Linked DNA regions of Zea mays: region 2 is linked to region 1. The links are chromatin contacts, called in public Hi-C maps. All regions are on one chromosome and are shown on one strand. Each heading gives the region's core, a stretch centred on a gene start, on an enhancer-like site or on the middle of the called end of the contact. The rest is flanking DNA. Distances are from core to core; before and after follow the strand shown. Region 1 holds the start of LOC100279004 (glutathione S-transferase T1). Region 2 holds the start of LOC100193441.

What was found. Hi-C and Micro-C count contacts between places; a contact is called where the count stands out from the background.
Region 2: a Hi-C map of tassel shows a contact between it and region 1, with 5 times the contacts expected there. The contact joins the promoter of LOC100193441 here to the promoter of LOC100279004 in region 1. A contact is called at or near these places in 4 of 25 Hi-C or Micro-C datasets (ear, leaf and tassel).

Annotation. Positions count from the first base shown.
Region 1 is chr6:44,378,783-44,385,173 of Zm-B73-REFERENCE-NAM-5.0, forward strand. It overlaps LOC100279004 (glutathione S-transferase T1), which reads left to right and starts at 2,283. Exons shown (of 4, transcript XM_020539918.2): 1 at 2,283-2,326; 2 at 4,745-4,798; 3 at 5,162-5,447; 4 at 5,518-6,164. The coding sequence starts at 2,283. The coding sequence ends at 5,724. LOC109940605 reads right to left here. Exons shown (of 2, transcript XM_020540184.1): 2 at 5,786-6,391. The coding sequence ends at 5,978.
Region 2 is chr6:44,620,267-44,626,657 of Zm-B73-REFERENCE-NAM-5.0, forward strand. It overlaps LOC100193441, which reads left to right and starts at 2,908. Exons shown (of 2, transcript NM_001138560.1): 1 at 2,908-3,174; 2 at 4,379-5,422. The coding sequence starts at 4,475. The coding sequence ends at 5,047. LOC118472177 (a long non-coding RNA gene) reads left to right here and starts at 1,023. Exons shown (of 3, transcript XR_004850118.1): 1 at 1,023-1,078; 2 at 1,289-1,368; 3 at 1,467-2,359.

The DNA.
Region 1 (6,391 bases), core at 1,033-3,532:
ATCTTTCGAGAAGACCTTTAAGTAGATTATCTTCTAAAATCTACTCAAAGGTCGGGGGCTACACCCATTGGGTGCACCTCCGGTGCACCCAATGAAGTCCAGAATCTTACAATCCAAAATGCTGATTTCTAAGGCACAGGCACAAAACTAAACTTTGGTCGAACAAGTGATCAGAGCAAGAGAAAACAGCAGGGAGTCATTTTTGGACCTTGGATCTTTGAGTTGATTACCTCCAAATCAACCCAAAGATCGGGGGCTTGTGGGAGATAGATATCCCCCGGGTCCACTAAAAGAGTAAAGGACCTCACGAAAGGCCCAAGGGCCCAATAAATCGTAAGGTCATTCTTTCGTGGGCCTGGGGAGAAACAACCGGCAAAGCAGAACGACATGAGGCTGGATTGGTGCAAACCCGGACGGCCCACAGCGTCGAGCGAATGGCTGCAACAGAGATCCGACTTTCCCGCGCTGGAGTCTCCATGCAACGAAGCCATGCGAGGATAAGTCGGCGAGGGTTACGTAGGGATAATCTCAAGAGGTTCACTATCTTTTAGCTACTTGTTGTTATCTTACCCACGTGTACTGCCCCACGGTCGAGTATATAAGGCCTAGGGGGCACCCCTTCAGAACGATCGACCCTATCCTACTTCGCCACCCACATAAACTCTCTGTGCCTTCAACCCAGAGAGCCCTCTTGTAACCACAGCCGAATTCTCATCAGGACGTAGGGTGTTACGCATCTCTAAGCGGCCCGAACCTGTAAATCTTGTTCACTGTCTCTCGTGCGATCGGCACGAACCATTTTGCTACAGTCGTTGACACCGTCCTACTCCTAGAAAACACCTTGAGGGGCAACCCCGGGTGTGCGGTCGGACCCAAAACACCGACAGCGGCAGTGGATGCAACATTTCAAGTTTTGGAGATGGTATACTGAAGGATGGCATCTACACGCCCGCTTGTTGTGCCAGTTGCTACAAATAAAATGCAAGTAATTGTTGAAGAAGTATGATACGCAACATGTGTTGTAGCTGTTACGAATAACATATTACTCTAACTTCTAGGCCTCTGTTGCTACCTCTAGTGCTTATCTTACTTCTAGGCTCAGAGGTTCACATAGTACTCATCTTTTTGCCTCTGGTGCTTAGCTTGCTACCTCTAGTGCTTAGCCTGCAGCCTCTAATACTCTGCCTGTTGCCTCAACACTTCCCTCTGATACTCCAACTGTTGCCTCAACATTGCAATCTCCATGTCTGTAACACCTGAAATTTTATTTCGGGGTTAAAAAAATCAATGAATAAGACAATCAAAGAGTCTATTAATAATATTTTTGAAGCTACATCTCCTAAAGCAAAATAGGATTTTTAATAAATACCTCACAAAAGTATGCATTCATGATTTTAGTTAATCTTTCTTTTAAATATACATATATTATATATTTATTGATTTATAAGTACCTTTTAAAAGGGATTAAGTTAAACCATATCTTTATAGGAACAATAGAATAGAAATATTATCTTCTCCAAAATAAACTATTTACACGTGAATTGCATAGCTAGAAGCATTTGCTTAAATAAATAAATAGATTGATAAAATATTGTTGCATTCATATTGGAGTTTTGATTGTGCGTTTGGAATTTGTTTGAATTTAAATCTGAATTTGAACTCTAAGAATTAAACTAAAACCAGGAAATATAAAATAAAAAAGGGACAAACCTGCTCGTGGGCCGATTTCCTCACGTCTCGGTCCACCTTACCAGGTCCACACCACGCACTCACGCCCCACTTGGCCCACTTCTCCCCTTCCCTGTTTCTCTTTGACACTGTCGAGTGGGCCCCCTTTGTTGGTTGCCCTGGAACAGCCCGCGTCAGCAGCCCAACCCTCACAATCGCATGTGCATGGTCACTGACGACTGGGACCACCTCACTAGTACCGACTTCTAGCTCGGTTCGTTGCAACCGAACCCGGTGGAGCCGCCGGGGATCTCAGGTCCGTTCACCGGCCAACCCCGCCTACCTTGGACCTGGCCTCAGGAGTATATAAGCAGGACCAAGGTGTCCCTCCATCCATCGACCTCGGGTCACAGTGAGATTTGGGAGAATGTTGTGGTCATCATCGTGAGTAGAGGGGACCATGGGTCCGTCGCCGCAAGCAAATCTTCGATTTTGCCGTTGCCAAGGCTTCAACGACGGCCTGGGTGCTTCACTAGGGAGCGCTAATCGGGGTCAATGCTGTTTCGAGTATGGGAAGCCACAACATGGACGTGAATTGCTCGTCGGAGTAATCTCTCCACCGCCATGCCGCACTGCTTTGTGGGCGGACCAGATCCGGGTATGAACCTTCAACATTTGTTTGAATTCGTGTCCACATGATGTAGTAATGGCCGGTTTCGGTTTTGGTGCTCTGGCGCGTTGGGTTGGAGGGCTCGCCGGAGTGCGCTGCCGCCGTGCTCAGAGTTGGGGGCTAGAGGAGGGTGGATGGCCGTTAGATCATCGATGGACGAGCAGGATCATAAGCTGGAAACCCCTTCGTTTGTGTATTGTGGGTCGTAGATCTCAGGACTATGGTCCCGGACACACACCAGTTTGAGTTAATGAATATCTAATCTGAACCCTCGATCGATCGGGCGACTGCGATTAGAGGATGGCATACCCCTCTAGATGTTTGACTAGTGTCGTTGATCCGGTATCACATGGATGAGATCAGATCATGTCTATTTGTGGCCGGGGCCGTTGATCTAGATCTATGCGGCTACCATTGCTTACTGTTCACAAGGGTTTAGATCTAATCCTAGGCATAGGACTTTGATCCAACGGCTGTGATCACCCAATACCCCTTCGGCCCAGCACTATTGCAAAAGAGCCCCACGGGTTCAGGGTAATCAACCTGCAGTCCATCTTTACATAAAGACCAGTACATATAGGTCCTGAAATTTGTGTTTTCAACCCCGAGCTCTTGAGAAATATTAACTGTAACCACCAATTGGGTTATTGATATAAAATAAAATTTGATAATTGATTTTAAGTATAGGAATAAATCTAATAATCTTAAAAAAAACCCCTATCTCATCCGTTTTTACTCTGATTTGATTCGTTTAAGTTGTGTTAGCTTCGTAATAACATTTTCTACGTAGTAACAACATTAGTTTTATCATAACACATATTCTTTTAATTAGATATTGTTTAATCCATGTTTAGTAGATTAAGCTTGCTAATTAAAGTTAACCTATCTATAATTATAATCTGACTAAATCATGATATCTAATCAAGTGATAACATGTACTAAAGTTGAATTAGTTGTTTCTTCGTAATATTTTTCTCACATGATTTATAACATATGAGATATTATCATTTAATCACCTAAAACTTGAGAAAACTATATCTTCTGAATCATAACTCCGATTTTAGTGGTTCTCGAACCTCCGCTCTCGTAGCATCGCGTCGAATATTTTTACGTTGTTTGTTCTCATGTTTGGTGTACTGTTATTTTTATGTGCTCCTTGTCTATTTGTATGTACTACTACGAATAGCGGTGAGGTCATGAGAATCTAAAGACCAACTTGGTACCTGGGATCTCAAGTGTAAAGCAAGTTATGCCCTTGATCACCTTTCCTTACCTAATAATGCTCATGTTAATCACCATGGTATGCCCAGGTTAATTTGATGGGACCCAATAGGTTTCTCTAGTTTTGTTTACCCCATACCTTGCTGACAAATGAACTATTGGGTAGATTTGCTATTGCTCTACCTAGTTTTGGGAAATTAATGTTATATTATGATGATGTTCCAATTATGTTGTTGTTGTTTTAATTATTGTTCGTGATAAGATCATCATGTTAATTGGAACATGGAGAACCAACCGGGAAAACAGTGCTACCACAAGGGTGGAATGGGATGCCCTTGGCCAAGTACTTAGGAAAGCTAGGGATAGATTACCTTACTCGAAAGGGGCAAGCGGGGAGGCGTCGCTACATAGTATAGGGAGGTTCTCGGTTCAAACTGCTGTGATGGCATTTCGGACGAGGGATTCTTACGCTTCCTTCTTCTTGAATCTACTAGGTGAGTGCCCGTGCGTTGCAACGAAGACATATAATACATAAGTTACCGTGATATTATATGTCCTCGTTGCAACGCATGGGCACTCACCTAGTCGAGTTCTACTCGCGTTGGAACCTACTCAATTAGTGAAGGCATAAGGACAAAACTTCCCAACTGAATTCCATTGTCTTCCTGTTATTTAGACTTCATCCCTTTTCGCCTCCAAGTTATCCATGTTCTCGACAACAGTACACTGCAAGAGACACAGTAAACGCTACTCTGCATGCAAATGACAGCACCTCACAGACTACATGCCAGAAGCATCCATCATCTATTAGTTCCTTTCATCAGCTATGTTGCTGCTGTAAATAATGGTCAAAATCGGAAATTTCTTGCCATAAGAAACCATGCAAGACATATTGTCATCATTAACCAAGCAGGAAAACGTCCGGATCACTCAAAAGGACACAAGTAACAATGCAACTACTTGATTCATGGTTTCTGTTGGATTTGAACTCTAGTCTATCTAACTTGCTTGGGAGTTGGGACTAAAAAGGCTTTGTTGTTATTGTTGTTTTTATTGATATGATTGGGATCATCTAGTTACAATATTATTTTTGTTATACGCAATTATTTTTGTACATGCTTAAACTGTCCAATTTATAGTTGTAATACTTGATGTTTTGTGGTGAAAAAATTGCTTTTGTGGCAGTCATGCGATTTTGAGGTATCTTGCATCGGTTTTCCCTGGAGTTGCTGACCACTGGTGCGTTACATATTAGCACTAAACTTATTTTATTTCCACAAGTGTCGCTTTATCTTTTAGGAATATTATGATTTATTGATCGTCGTTGTGTATACAATATTAATGGCATTTAATGTAGATGTGGCAATTTTATGTGTAACAAGCACTTCATCTTTGTTGATCGTTCAAGTTAAATCCGAGTATGGTAATTAATTAGTAATATTTTGGATTAGATACCACCATGGTTTTTGTGCTGTTCCTAAGTTGCCTAGGGACCCAGCAGCTCAACTCTGCAACATCTTGCCAGCAGCTTAACTCTTTAGGAAGGGACTAACACCCTGCAATGGTAGAGAATGCTATTTTCTGATTTAATTTATGATATAGGTATCCTGCTGACTTGTTCACCAGAGCCAAAATTGAGTCAATCTTGGATTGGCATCACTCAAATTTGCGGCGTGGTGCAGCAACCCTTGTAATGCACACTGCATTGGCTCCCTTCCTTGGTCTTACGACAAGTCATGAGGCTGTGAAACAAGCAGAGAAGCTTGTGATGCAGTCACTGGGGGTGATCGAATCGGTATGGCTGAAAGGCGATGCCAAGTTCTTGCTAGGTAGCCCCCAGCCATCGATTGCAGATCTGAGCCTTGTCTGTGAGATAATGCAGTTGGAGGTATGCATGCTTACTGCTTGCTGCTGCTGCTATCCAGATCCAGCGATGATGAGCCCTTGTATGTTTGCAGATCTTTGGCGATGAGGTCCGTGACCGATTCCTGGGAGCTCATGAGAGGATCCTTGTCTGGATGGACAAGGTGAAGAAAGCCACGAGCCCTCATTTTGAGGAAGCCCACGAGCTCCTTTTCCAAGTGAAGAAGGCATGCATGGTGCAAGGCAGCAGCAGCAAGGCTTTTGAGCCGAGCACAAAGCTCAAAACAGCATCAAAGCTCTGACGACCAAAGGCACAATAAGCGACAGAGAGACAGACAGACAGATCGATCTTGTGATATAATATAATAAATGGGAACTATTATTAATTACTGTTGGTATTAATTACACTTATTCCAGAAGGCCACAAGTGCTTCGTTGCACTTATTCCAGAAGGCCACGGTCGGGAACTACTTACTGTTCGTTCCAGCATGCTATAGTAAACAACTCTGCAACAACAACATCCCCAAAAAAACAAGCAAACAACAAAATTGGTATCTAGTCTGTCTTGAATCTGTGTGAAATCCTCTCCAGGCCGTCCTTACACTCTTCCATTGCCCTCTTCGACTTGTCTCCAAGGGTTGCACCAAACGCAGATACGCTTCCCTTCACTTGTGCTGATACCTCGTTTGCCCTGGAAGCAGCACAAGCCCCAAACTCGGTACACCACTGCCTTGCATCTGCAGCTTGCTGCTTTAGGATTGCGATGAAGGACCTCACATGCTGCATCACTCTCTCCACCGCACCCTGAGACCGCACCTCCATCTCACCAGACATTGTCTTGAGCTTCTCCAGCAGAGCTTCCGCCCGGTTGATAGACTCGTCGACTGCGTGTTCTTTGCCAGCGTTAGCCCATGTCACCCCAGCTGAGGCGTCATCCTTCAGTTCTCCTTCGACAACAACTCTGATTCC
Region 2 (6,391 bases), core at 1,658-4,157, 240 kb after region 1:
CAACCAACTCGTTCCGAGTGGCACACTAATCTCGGTGAAGTTCCACACTTGCCCACACTCAGCAGCAATGGCGGCGACAATTTCTCTATGAAGAGTTGACCTACGAACGCAGGGAAGGGGGGTGTTTGGCTTGACTATATAGACGTGGGGAGGACGCGCGCGTGTGATCCACAGCCGTGCAACAACACAGCGCGTGCTGCGCGGAGTCCGTGGGGCAGACGGGCGCGAGGAAGACGGAGGCCTGACGGCTGGGCCCCACATCCAGCCAGCAAGGAAGCTGCGGAGCGCGCACGGGTGCTCGGTTGTTAGTGGCTGCCAGTGGGTCCGCGCCCGTCAGCGACATCGCGCGCAGTGGAATAGGGAGTGTGGGCTGTGCGGATGGCATCCACTGATGGGCCAGATACGTGGGATTGGGCCCAATATGCCATTCCCTTTTCTTTTATCCTTTTTATTTTCTGTTTTTGTTTTCCTTTTTTTATTTCCAAATCTAAAACTTGAATTCAGATTTCTCCACAAGATTTGTGCTCAAGTTAATCATTCAATTTGAATATATCAATGTGGGGTCCATTTATTTATTTATGGATTTATTTTGGTGTCTCATAATATTTATTTCTTCTTTTCTATTTAAACCCCAAATTCAAATCTAGGGTTTAATCTAAATCTTCTACTCATTATAATATATATATATATATTATCCATGTTACTATTGTTTTAAATGCACAAACAAACAAAAATCCAATGTGATGCAATAGTTTATTTGTGTCTTATTAAGGTTTTACTTTTTTTACATGAGTAGTCACATGTGATGATAAATAGAGATGCACACACATATATAAAGGGAAACAATTGCTCCTTTTATTCTTCCTTACAATTTGGGTATTACAACCTAACACCTTGGAATCGTGTATACTGATAGATTTGCATGTTCTTATCATGTAGCATTGCAAGTAACTAACATGACCATCTTACAATTCACTCCCATGTTTGTCCGTTGGATTGATATTCAGATGCTGCTGCTTTGTTTTCAAGACTCGGTTCAGCTGCTGATAAGTGCAATGCCATCAATAGCCAATGCAAGGTAATCTTTTTTTCTAACTAATAACTGAAATTGCTTATATATTATTCAAAAACTACATGTGTATTAATGAATTGATCATTTTAAAAATTAGCGCATTATATTTGTATCTTTCAGCTTTATCTGTGATCATGTCTTGAAAACAAAATTGCTTAGTCATTTATGTCTTGAACACAAAACTTGTCTGATTCAAAATTTGTTTCTGGCATTCAGGCCTATCTCAGTGCGATCATCATCTATCTTTACACACATGATTTTCAGCAAGCTCAAAAATGCTACAATGACTGCTTAGAGTAAGTTGTACATTGGTGGATTTTGTATAACAATATTTGTGCCATGTGCTATTTTGCCCCCATCAAACCATGAAGAGTAAAGTAAAGTCGTTTAATAGGGTTCAAGCCTTCCTCAATAGCGACCAGAATCGATGTGCAATGAAGCTATTGTCTGCTTATGAGGAAGATGATGCTAAAGAAATCAAACGCATTGCTCAATCAAGTGCCTTCAATCACCTTGACCATGTGGCAAAATCTCAGGTTGGAGAAAAAATCATGGTTAAAGTAGTGTTCATTTCAATCTCCATGTTGTCTGCGTAAGTGTACAACATTTCTGGTATCCACCCCATCCTCATCACACGCAAGTTCATACGTCCCTAATTACATAAATACTATTTTTTGAATGTCAGCTTCAATTTAAATGCAGAGAATGATAGGTCGAAGTAATATCTTTGTGATAATCTGGTTCCAGTTAATGAATTTGTAAGATCTCATATTTGTAGTTTCTAAAAGTTTTGTTCAGCAATCTCTGGTCCTTGCATGAAAAGTGAATTAGCATCAAGTTTTGATCAGTTTTGTGTTTCTCTTACAATGTTTGGAATTGTGATTCTAAAATATAGAGCTTGGGCCCTTGGCAAATAATAGTTTGGTAAGTGCGCAGTCTACAACTTAGCCTTATACTTCTGATTTTGTTTGCATATTGTTTCCGAAATGGGAAAAGAAAGGCCAAAGGTTATCTAATGCAGCAGCCTTATACGAGTCATTCAAAGCTTAGGAAGAAGACTCCAGGAGCAGCTTTAAGAAACAAGAAAGAAATTATCAGTGTCGTGTGCCAGTCATCAGACAACTTTTTTGACCGCCAACTCCAAGCGATCTGACAGATTATTGTATAATTGCGCCGTTGGAATTGTGTCTATGGTCTGTAGCCTGTTCGGCGTGACTCAAAATATAAACCTTTGGATATACATGCAACAGTCTTCAAGCTGTTATGTAGTAGTTCAATTGTTTTGTTCATTATGGCTTATCAAAACAAGATCTAAATTTTATCTGTTATTAAACTTCAGAACATGTGTATATATAGTTGTTTTGGCTAAACATTATCACCATGATTTTATTATACTTCTTTATACTGCTGAGATTGTGCATTTTGCCCGAATTTCAGATAAAACTTCTTGTAGATAACTGTTCTAATCTTGTGAGGATGCTAATATTTATATTTAACATTGTCATTATTTTTAATTTGATGAAAGTGCGTTCTATTTTTATGTTTGCAAGGTATGTAAACATTTCCTTTAGTGATATTAACAAAAATATAGAATAACAATTAGTGTTTTTGTATATCAATACATTTTTATCATATCAATTTCATAGTAACGCACAGACCTATACCTAGTAAATATATATGTTAGCTGGCTCTCTCGTAAGGTTATGATATAAATGGAGCGGATCTGCCCCGCGGGCCGCTGGGGCATGGCCGGGTCGTGGCCCATATAGCGGTATTTGGTTTGGGCCAGGATATTCACATTCGCGTTTGGGGAGCTGGCGAGACCGTGAGGGCGAGGCTGCGCCTGCGCGCGAGCGAGCGGTGGCCGAGGGGCTGTGCGGCGGCGGGCAGCCGGCTGGGGCACTCGCGTAGGTGCATGTAGTACTCGCGCAGCGGCTCAGGCACGCACGGGGCTTGCTTTGGCGGTGCTGCTGCTAGGCGCTCGACGCCGGCGGCTCGTCACCTCGGCGGTGCGCTGGTGCTGGCGTGCTGCTGCTAGGCGCTAGCAGGGGCGCGAGGGTGCTGTGTTGCTGCTCGGCGCCTTAGAGATTGAAGTGACTCAGGTGAGGAACAGAGGATTAAGGTGAGGACTTTGTTTTGTATTGTACATTTGACACATTATGTTTTGTATCGTGTATATTTGTAGTTTTGCCATATTGAAATCGGCCCGGGGCGCTATTAAATCCTAGATCGGCCATAGGGCTTCTTACGCCGTTGTTGATGCTAAGGCGATGCTCTATGGCCAGTGGCTAGGCGAGGCCTGTTGCATCTTGCTCGTGTAAGCAAGCTGTTTGATGTAATACCTCAACGCATCTTCCTATTTGAACTGCATTCAGTTTCTTGCGTACCTGATGCCAGAGTTCATCAAGGGAACTTTGATGATCTTATCTTGCTTGCTAGTTTCATAGCACAAATGGATTTTCAGGCTTTAGATTCCTGCCAGTTTACATGCTCAAATTATTGTACTAAAGGCTGTAGCCATTTTGCTGTGCTCTTGTATTAGCACAATTATCCTTAAAAGATTGTTTTCTCTCCTCCCCCCTCAATCCTGCATTGTTTTGGTAACATGGTGCTACTCCGTTCACAGGTCAGACTAGCTAACATCAGAATGCCTCCTCCTGACCTCCTCCATCTCATCCACCTTCAGCTGCTCTATTTCTGCATTGTTGACGTGAGAGTTGGTCGACAGACTCTGATGCATTTGCCTTGCTATCATTATAGTTGTAGGTATGCAATGCAGACCTGTGGCGGGTCACATATAAAGAAGCAATGTTTTCCTCAATCCAAATATTTTTAGTTCATGTATTCTAAAACATGCCTTAAAATTCGGTACAACTGTTCATAATGGAAGCTGATACTCAGATACACAAGGGTGCTCCCCCCGATTTACTAATAACATAGAAAATACATGTAGTTCTTTCTGCGTCTGACAAGCACAGCTAAAGTTACATATAAACTAGGGACACATCTAATGCTTGGATGGAATTTCTGAGAAGATAGCATGAATCCGAGATATTCATATAGCAGCCAAAGTAACTTTTGAGGACAAATGTGCTTTCTTCCCAAAGGTGAACTTAGCAGTCAGAGCAGCAGCCTGTGGGCTGTTCCAAGGCCATGCATCGTTCAAGCAAGCAGATCATTAGCTAGTTTTGCTGTCATTTTACAGTTTTCGGTTGGCATTATTTTCTTCTCTATTTTATCAGCAGCTTCATCCTGACCTGGGTGCAAAGGGTTTAGTCGCTGGCATACTCACTGATGACATTTTAGTTGCTCCTTTGTTGTCGACAGATTAATTCAGCACGGTGCCCCCTACTAACTTGCTATCAGATCCAAGTCGCTGCAGAAGGGAGCAAACAAAGGGAGATGAAGCTCAGAGTCGTGTGCAGGAAGCTGTATGACTATGTGCGGTATGACCTCAAGGAGATAGCCTTCCCGTCGTCACTGCCGGACCCTCCTCACATCAAGAAGCGGCCCAAGCTCTCATGGCATGAACGCTGGTGCATCCTCAAGGAGGCCACCCGGCTGTACGGCGCGTCATGGGTCCGGGACATCGGCCCTGAGCTGAGGCCCAACGACTACAAGAAGGCAGCCGAGGACGTGGAGGAGCAGTCGTCCAATGGCAGCCACCCCAGCTCTGGTAGTGACAGGAAGGGGAAGGCGAGCAGCGAGCCAACTGTGCTGGAGGACCTCGCTGTCGCCGCTAGGGGTGGCGCAGAGACGCTGAAGCCTGCCCTGCGGCGGATTTACATGGCCCGCGCGTCCACGTACACCGACGCGATGAAGAATTTCGTGGAGACGTACCAGGAGGGGCTCAAGGACCAGCTGCAGGAGAAGGCTCATGGCGGAGAAGGTGGTGGTGGTGGTGGTCGTTATCATCATCAGGAGCAGAAGGAACATGGCAATGAGGATGAGGCATCAAAGCCACCTCCGCCATGACATCATGGTTGTGTTCTGCCAGTGATGGCATCAAGTAGTACTTATTTCAGTTCATCCACCCAAAGTAGAACAAGATGGTTTTGGCTAGCACTGTAGAGTGCAGACCCTGTTGGCACTGCAGTAGGAGTGCTTGAGAAGGATCACCAATTTTGCCCGGTTTATATTTCTACCAAATCTCAATCCGGGTCCTGCCGAACTACTTTACTTGTAAACTTTGGCTGGTGTTGCCTATAATGATGTGTGATCCTCGTTACTCTCCAGCCTGTTCCTACTTGCTGATTGCAATGTGTTTTGCTTGCGCTTCTCTCTCTTTTATCTGTCTTTTGTGTATGTCTTCTTTGCAATCTGTCTACATTGACTTATTGGTCAACTATGAAAAATATGTATGTGCTGGCGTTTTTGTTGTATAATCTGGTACCATGATGTGGATTGTAGTTATGCAATGTGCCTGCTGTCCAGCTGTGTCAATATGGTTAACCTTAGTCCTGCAACTTACATTGTTAGGACTTGTTTAGAAGCAAGAGAATTGGAGGGGATTGAGGGTTAGAATCCTGTTTCTATTTAATTTTGAATAGGAAGGGGATTAGGGGCTAGAATTGTAGCAGAACCGTCTAGATTATTGCAGCTTAAGTGTCGAGTCACGCCTTGTAGGCAGCAACACACTTAAATCGGAATAATCTGTCAGTCCCTCCTATCTAGTCTGATAAAGCCACTTACCAAGGATCGAATACCACTAACTCACTCGAAGGTGAGGCACAGAGAAATACAATAAAGCATAATATCGTAAATTAAGGAAGTATCAGTAGTGATTACATTATCGGAGTTTCAGAAACAGTAACCATAATTTTTAATGCAGCGGAAATAACTAACGGAGAAAATCGAGTAACATGGCGAAGCCTGGCCACACTACTCCTGGTCGTCTCCTGCGGAAGCAGCAACCCACTCGACTTACCCGGTGTGATGAGTCTACTCCTCTACCTCTTGACCATGAAGTTGTTTGGCTGAGTGGTTTGGTCTGCCAAAAGCACTAGCTGAGTCTAAAACAAGTTGTAGCTTTTCAAGTTCTAGAATAATAATTTTAGACTAGATGAGCACCTAACTATCCATACATGGTATCAAACATTATGTCAATCAACATCTTTTGCTAGTATCCTCATTTCCACTTATTACTCAATGTAGTACAATGGATCAAGCAGTCTCATTAGCTACGAGAAACAGACGATTCGAATCGATTTTTAACCTTGCAAGTTAAACCTAAACACACGACATCTAGGGGCACTCCGTCCCCACACATATGAGCCATCCCCATCGATTTCCCGGCAACAGAACAGGGCTCACGACCTT